Linked DNA regions of Mus musculus: region 2 is linked to region 1. The links are chromatin contacts, called in public HiChIP or PLAC-seq maps. All regions are on one chromosome and are shown on one strand. The core of a region is the stretch at or near the end of the contact, and the rest is flanking DNA. Distances in the headings are between cores, read along the strand shown.

What was found. HiChIP or PLAC-seq counts read pairs in DNA pulled down with a chosen protein or histone mark.
Region 2: an H3K27ac HiChIP or PLAC-seq map of embryonic stem cells shows a contact between it and region 1, with 9 read pairs. The contact joins the enhancer-like site here to the promoter of Ctnnbl1 in region 1. A contact is called at or near these places in 3 of 39 promoter capture datasets (embryonic stem cells, frontonasal cranial neural crest and hippocampal neurons), 1 of 484 Hi-C or Micro-C datasets (nephron progenitors), 5 of 115 datasets of contacts at active chromatin or transcription factors (bone marrow-derived macrophages and embryonic stem cells) and 2 of 9 other capture datasets (embryonic stem cells and pancreatic islet).

The regions. Positions count from the first base shown.
Region 1 is chr2:157,736,040-157,738,772 of GRCm38.p6, reverse strand. Ctnnbl1 (catenin, beta like 1) reads right to left here and starts at 1,372. Exons shown (of 16, transcript NM_025680.4): 1 at 1,214-1,372. The coding sequence starts at 1,243.
Region 2 is chr2:157,839,489-157,842,414 of GRCm38.p6, reverse strand. All of the region lies in intron 11 of Ctnnbl1 (catenin, beta like 1), which reads right to left. Among named protein-coding and RNA genes, the nearest start is that of Vstm2l, 74 kb to the left of the region's middle. Within about 2 kb of position 1,609, at least 53 of the 459 cell types and tissues checked have an H3K27ac peak or open chromatin away from gene starts, as enhancers often do. A contact at or near this core is called in embryonic stem cells, where this site is marked.

The DNA of each region.
Region 1 (2,733 bases), core at 123-2,622:
ATATCACTTTTTTGTTGTTGTTGGTTTTGGGGGTTTTTTGAGTTTTTTTTTTTTTTTTTTTTTAGAGACAGGGTTTCTCTGTATAGCCCTAGCTGTCCTGGAACTCACTCTGTAGACCAGGCTGGCCTCAAACTCAGAAATCCATCTGCCTCTGCCTCCCAAGTGCTGGGATTAAAGGCACGAGCCACCACGCCCGGCCTAGAGCTATCACTTTTAAACTCAAGTTCACAGGTTCTCACTGCCTACTCTTGACTGCAAAGCTATCACTTTTAAAACATCACACCTTGAACAAAATGCAAGTGGATAAGGTTGGCTTACCCACTTTTTATTTCATCCATCACCCAAAGTCTGCTCCATCATATTATGGCCTCATACATATTCAATCAATATGATCAAGGATCTGTGATCAATATAAAAATACTACCTTTTTCATACTAAGTCTTTAAAATGAAGTGTGATTTACAATTACAGTACTTCCTAATTCAGAATAATTACAGTTTATGGGTCCCAACGCCTATTGCAGCTAATGAAAACAAAGATGGACACAAGAAGCCTCGTTAGGCAGTCAAAAGAGGGACAAAACTCTGAGTTGGGAGTCTGGACACTTGAGCTTTGTAACTGTTGAGTGACCTCAAGAGAGTCCTTTCTTCTCTCTGGGTCACCCGTTCCTCACAAGCACCCTGAGCAAGGAGGTCGAGAGGTCTCTTACCGACCCATTCCAAGCTCCGTCTTCCAAACAGCTTAACAATAGCAGGGAACGTGGGCACAGGTTTCTGCACTTTCAAATGACCTTTCACATACATCCATCCACTTTATAGATTTTAAAAGAAGAATTGAGACTCCGTGACGGGAGAAAGACTTCTCCAAAGCTACACTGACACTTGGTAAAGAAACTGAGGCTCAACACCGGGGGGGGGGGGGGGGCGGGGGTCTTCACAACTGTCTCCCCAAGCCCTGTGAATTGGTAGAAACGAGACGGAAGAGGAGCTGAGGGCTACCGGGTGGGGAACAGAAATCACAAGGCTCAGGTCTGGAGAAGGAAGGGGTCGAAAGGGTCCAGAGGGCTTAGGGGAGTGAAGTGCAATGACAGGATGCAAGCCCGGGTGACATGAGAAGTGAGGGCCAGGGACCGAGGGGAGGCAAGATGACGGGACTCTGTCCCTGCTACCCGAGCGAGGATGAGGAGCCCTCCGGCCTCGCCAACTGCTCTTACCTGGTAGCTTAAAAGTTCGCCCACGTCCATGGTTCCGGACCCAATCAGCACAGGGTACCCTGGTTGCCTCCACTCAACTCCCGAACCACGGGCCGCTCAGAGGCTTTTCCTGACACACTGCCGTAAAGCGCCAGGCCCCAGAACCAATAGAGTAAAAGAGCGCGTGGCCGGTGAGCCCGCCACACTGCCGTAAAAGGACGCGCTGCCGTAAAGCGCGCCGCGTTTTGACAATTCTGCTTCCGCCTGTAACCTGAAGGGGCGGGGAAAGGGGCGGATACTTAGGGGATGAACCTAAAAGCGAGGCCGTTATCCAAGAGTAGAGCAGAGTGCTTGGCATTTCGTGGGTAACCTTAAAGAGCTTCCAGAGACTGGCACTTTTGTTCTTTCATTCTCATTTCACAGATAATTGAAGTTGGCCTGTTGGTGGTGTTGAATGCCTTTAATCCCAGCACTGGGGAAGCAGAGGCAGGCAGAGCTCCGCAGGCATATGTTTTGAGTTCGAGGACAGCCTCGTCTACAGAAACGAGTTCCAGGACAGCTAGGGCTACAGGGAGAGAAGAGGGAGGGAAAGAGGGAGAGGAAGGAGCTGAGGTTTGAAATTATGCGCCCCATAGTTAGTCACATGTGGCTCTGGGGCACTTGAAGTGTGCCTAGTCCTAATAAAGATGTTAAGTGTTAATCAAATGCACAGTGGATTTTTCGTACTTGAACTGGTTCCTTTTTTTTTTTTCACTTACTGGGTAAAGGAAGATATATTATGAAATGAATTTGACTTTCCTCTCATTTGTTAAGCGTACTTAGTAGATATACTGAAATTGTATATGTGGATTTCATTTTGGGGTTCCCATTATGCTTCCCCTGGGCTTACAAAATGGCTTCCGGCCATAGGTGGCTGAGAAACCATTGATATCATGTTTGTTTTTTTCCCCCAGGCTTCTTTGTATTCACTAACACAAGACCCAGTGGCAACTGGAAGATCTCCTGTCTACCCAAGCTGTATTAAAGGGTCTGGGGGTCTGGAGACATGGCTCAGCGCTTAGAACCATTTACTGCTCTCTAGACGTCTACTTCCGTTCCCAGCACCCATGCTGGACAGCTCACAATTGCCTGTAACTCCAGTTCTGGGGGATCTGGTGCTCTCTTCTGGTCTCTGTGCAGACCCACAAGCACACGCATACACACATTTATATATATATAAAGGTTGGTTCCTGGGGAAGGAATTTGCCCATTATTGAGAGATAGTCAAGGCGTTCCTCTTCTGGGATTACAACAGACACCATCCAGAAACCCCATTCAACTACCTCCAACTACACATAAGAAAATTGTTATTCCTCAAACTGCCACAACCTCTCCTCATTATTCTCTCTGTTAGCACTTCCTCTACTGTTCACAGACTCAATCTGTCATTTTGTACTTGATGGTTGACATTTTATGTTTTGACAGCCTCATTAATTGGACTCCAAACTCTCTAAAAGTTGGGATTGAGTTTGTCAACCTCACCCTCGAATCTTCAAAGCCCA
Region 2 (2,926 bases), core at 360-2,859, 100 kb before region 1:
CCTCCACCTTCCTCTTCTTTAAGGCCCTTGCTCTGTTATCTTTAATGATGAAATCCTCTTGTCAGGAAGGTCTTTGTAATTGCTAATGGAATTCTGTGATTAATATCTACCTAACCAACTTTACCCCCTTGGCTATTTCCTCCTTTCCTAAAAGACTGCTAAAGGCTGGGAGTTCTGATTCATTTACTGCCTTTGAGACAGAGGGGACTCAGGAAATGGGTTCAAGGAGCTAGATATTAGGGCTGCAGAGAAGTTCACTGAGGTGACACAGGTAGCCAAGGCAACAGAGAGAGCTGGTGGAGACTTTTATAAGGTAGAAGTCATAGTTTAAAAAACAAAGTGCACATGGGGAATCACAGAGGTCCACATGGGATGCTGGCTTCTGTGCGCAGCAGGAGCAGTGCTGAAGCAGGGCAGGAAGAGGCCTGCTGAATATGTGGGTGTATCTGTTGGTGATTAGCTGTGCTGACCAGGCCTTGGGAGACAGAAGAGGATCAAGGTCTGGGAGCCAGGGACAAATGGAGGTCAAAGACTTGAGGGGAGCACCCAGGCCAGTGGTGCAAGTGACACCTGTGTAAGTGAGCAGGGAGGCTGCAGGGCAGGCAGAAGCAGGGAACATGGAGCTGGGGCCTGGGAAGAGCAGACAGACTCTGCAGAATTGGCAGGCCACTATCTTCCCTGTGCACACAAGCCCTGCCGTATCCTAAGGTCTCTGCCCTATTTTAACCACAGTGTTAATTCCATCCTACGCTTGCACAAAAGGATGGGATGCCATCATGCCTTAGCCGCAGTCTGTAACAGTGCTTCCTTTTCCTCTGGGCTGACCAAAGTCCCCTTATGTCTGACTGCCGAGAAGCCATGCCCTTTCTGTTCTGACCCTTGCAGGATCTGAGGAGTGTCATGGGAGCCTGGCCTGTTCTTTTGTTGTGTTAGAAGTCCAGGAAGCCTGGGGCATCAACATGTTTCCTGACATTCGGAGTTGACTAGAATCACTTAAAACCCTTCACTGACAACAGAAAAGTCGTCTTCAAAGCACTGACCTGCTATCAACCACTGTCACTGTGGATAAGGTGGAAATGTACGCGCATGCCCAGCAAGCATGCCACACACCTACACTGCTTGGGAGCTCACCCCCTCAAAGCTCTTAACAGCCTCCAGGGGAACCATGTTAAAACAGCGCAATTAACTAGAACGGCTACAAACTCAATAACTCACCTACCTAATGAGGCAATACAAGGAAAATTGGGCCTATTTTAATAAGAATTTAAAAGAGAGCCAGGAAGTAAAGGTCAGATGCCATTTCTGGATCCCAGTTCTTTTATCCTCCCTGCCTATGCTAAAGTAGTTAAAACCAAGGAGACAATACACACTGTGCAATTCTTTATAAATCCAAGGAGGCAGCCAGTCATATTACTGCACCCAAGGGCAAGTGGCTCTTTCTGACCCATCCCCCACACTAAGTGCCTCCCCAGATCTATTTCTGAAGGTTTTATTATGCAAACCTGAATGGATTTCAATTACAATAATTCTTTTCCTTCCCCACCCAGACTCACAAAAGAGGAACCAATTACCAGCAGTTTGAGGTTCTGAGAGCAGTTCTGTTTCCCCCTCCTCTCCAGAGTCTGGAGTCTAGAGGCTCTCCTTTCTCAACCCCTCCTATTGGCTGAGAGGCCATAGCTGGCTTATGAAACCATGGTATTCAGCAGGACCTCTCCACCAAGGAGGAGCTCTCTCTCCCAGGGCTCATTTGGTGAAGTGCTTGCCCAACAGTCAAAAGTCACACATGTGGTGCTTGCCTACAGTCCCAGTGATGACGAGGCAGAGACAGGAGGATTCCTAGAACCAGCCACTCAGTGGAAGACCCTATCTTAAAAATTTGGGTGGAGAGCAATGGAGACACAGACTCTGGCCTCTCCATGTGCTTGCACACAAACAAACATGCATACATACAGCCCTCCTATTGTCAAGTTCACCCCAAGACTTCTAGAAAGGGCTGGGTTGTGTGGCCAAGGCACAGATATACAAAACTGCCAGCAATATTGTTATGAGACAGAATTAACACTTTTCAAAGCTGACTATTTAATTGTAGGGTCTATGATAGGCATAAAAAGCCATCTCTCAGTATCTGAGAGGGGATTAGGCCCAGAGCCTGGCAGAGATAACAAAATATGTAGCTGCCAAGGTCCCTTAAGTAAAATAGCACAGTATTTGCACATAATCCAGAAATAACCTCCCATATTCATTAAATCATCAAGCCACAGTACACAGCGCTGAGGAAGAAGAGACAGACAGATCTCTTTGTGAGTTCAAGGCCAGTCTGATCTCACAACAGATCCAAGCCATCCAAGGGTGCTTGTCTCCAGCCAATCAATCAACAAATCAATCAATCAACAAATCAATCAATCATCTCTAGATCACCGTAATAACTGCAATGTAAAAGCTGTATGAGAAAGCTATATTGCTTGAGAAATAATGACTGACACACACTCAAAAGAGACTGCACATGCTCACTACTGACAGTTGGTGTGTCTCACATTCTCAATCCACAGTTGGTGGGTCTCACATTCTCAATCCACAGTTGGTGGGACCACCACGCGGATGTAGAGCAGCAGCAGTCTTACTACTACTGTCCTTCCATCTGGCCCTTATACACAGCCAGAGTGGGTGATTCAAGTCCCACTATTTTATAGACCAGGCAGCTGAGGCTCAGAGAGAGAATTTAGAATGTGCCCAAGACCGCACATGATTAGCAGTGAGCTACCTGTGCCACCAGACTAAATTGCCACTGCAGTTGCTTGGGGCAGGTCCTGAGGTGACAGGGCTGAGAATGGACTTAAGGCAACCAGCATGTAAGACAAATCTAAAACTTGCTAAGAAAGAAAAGGGGACGTTCTAGGCAGTTTCCAGACTGGGGAACGAACTCCCT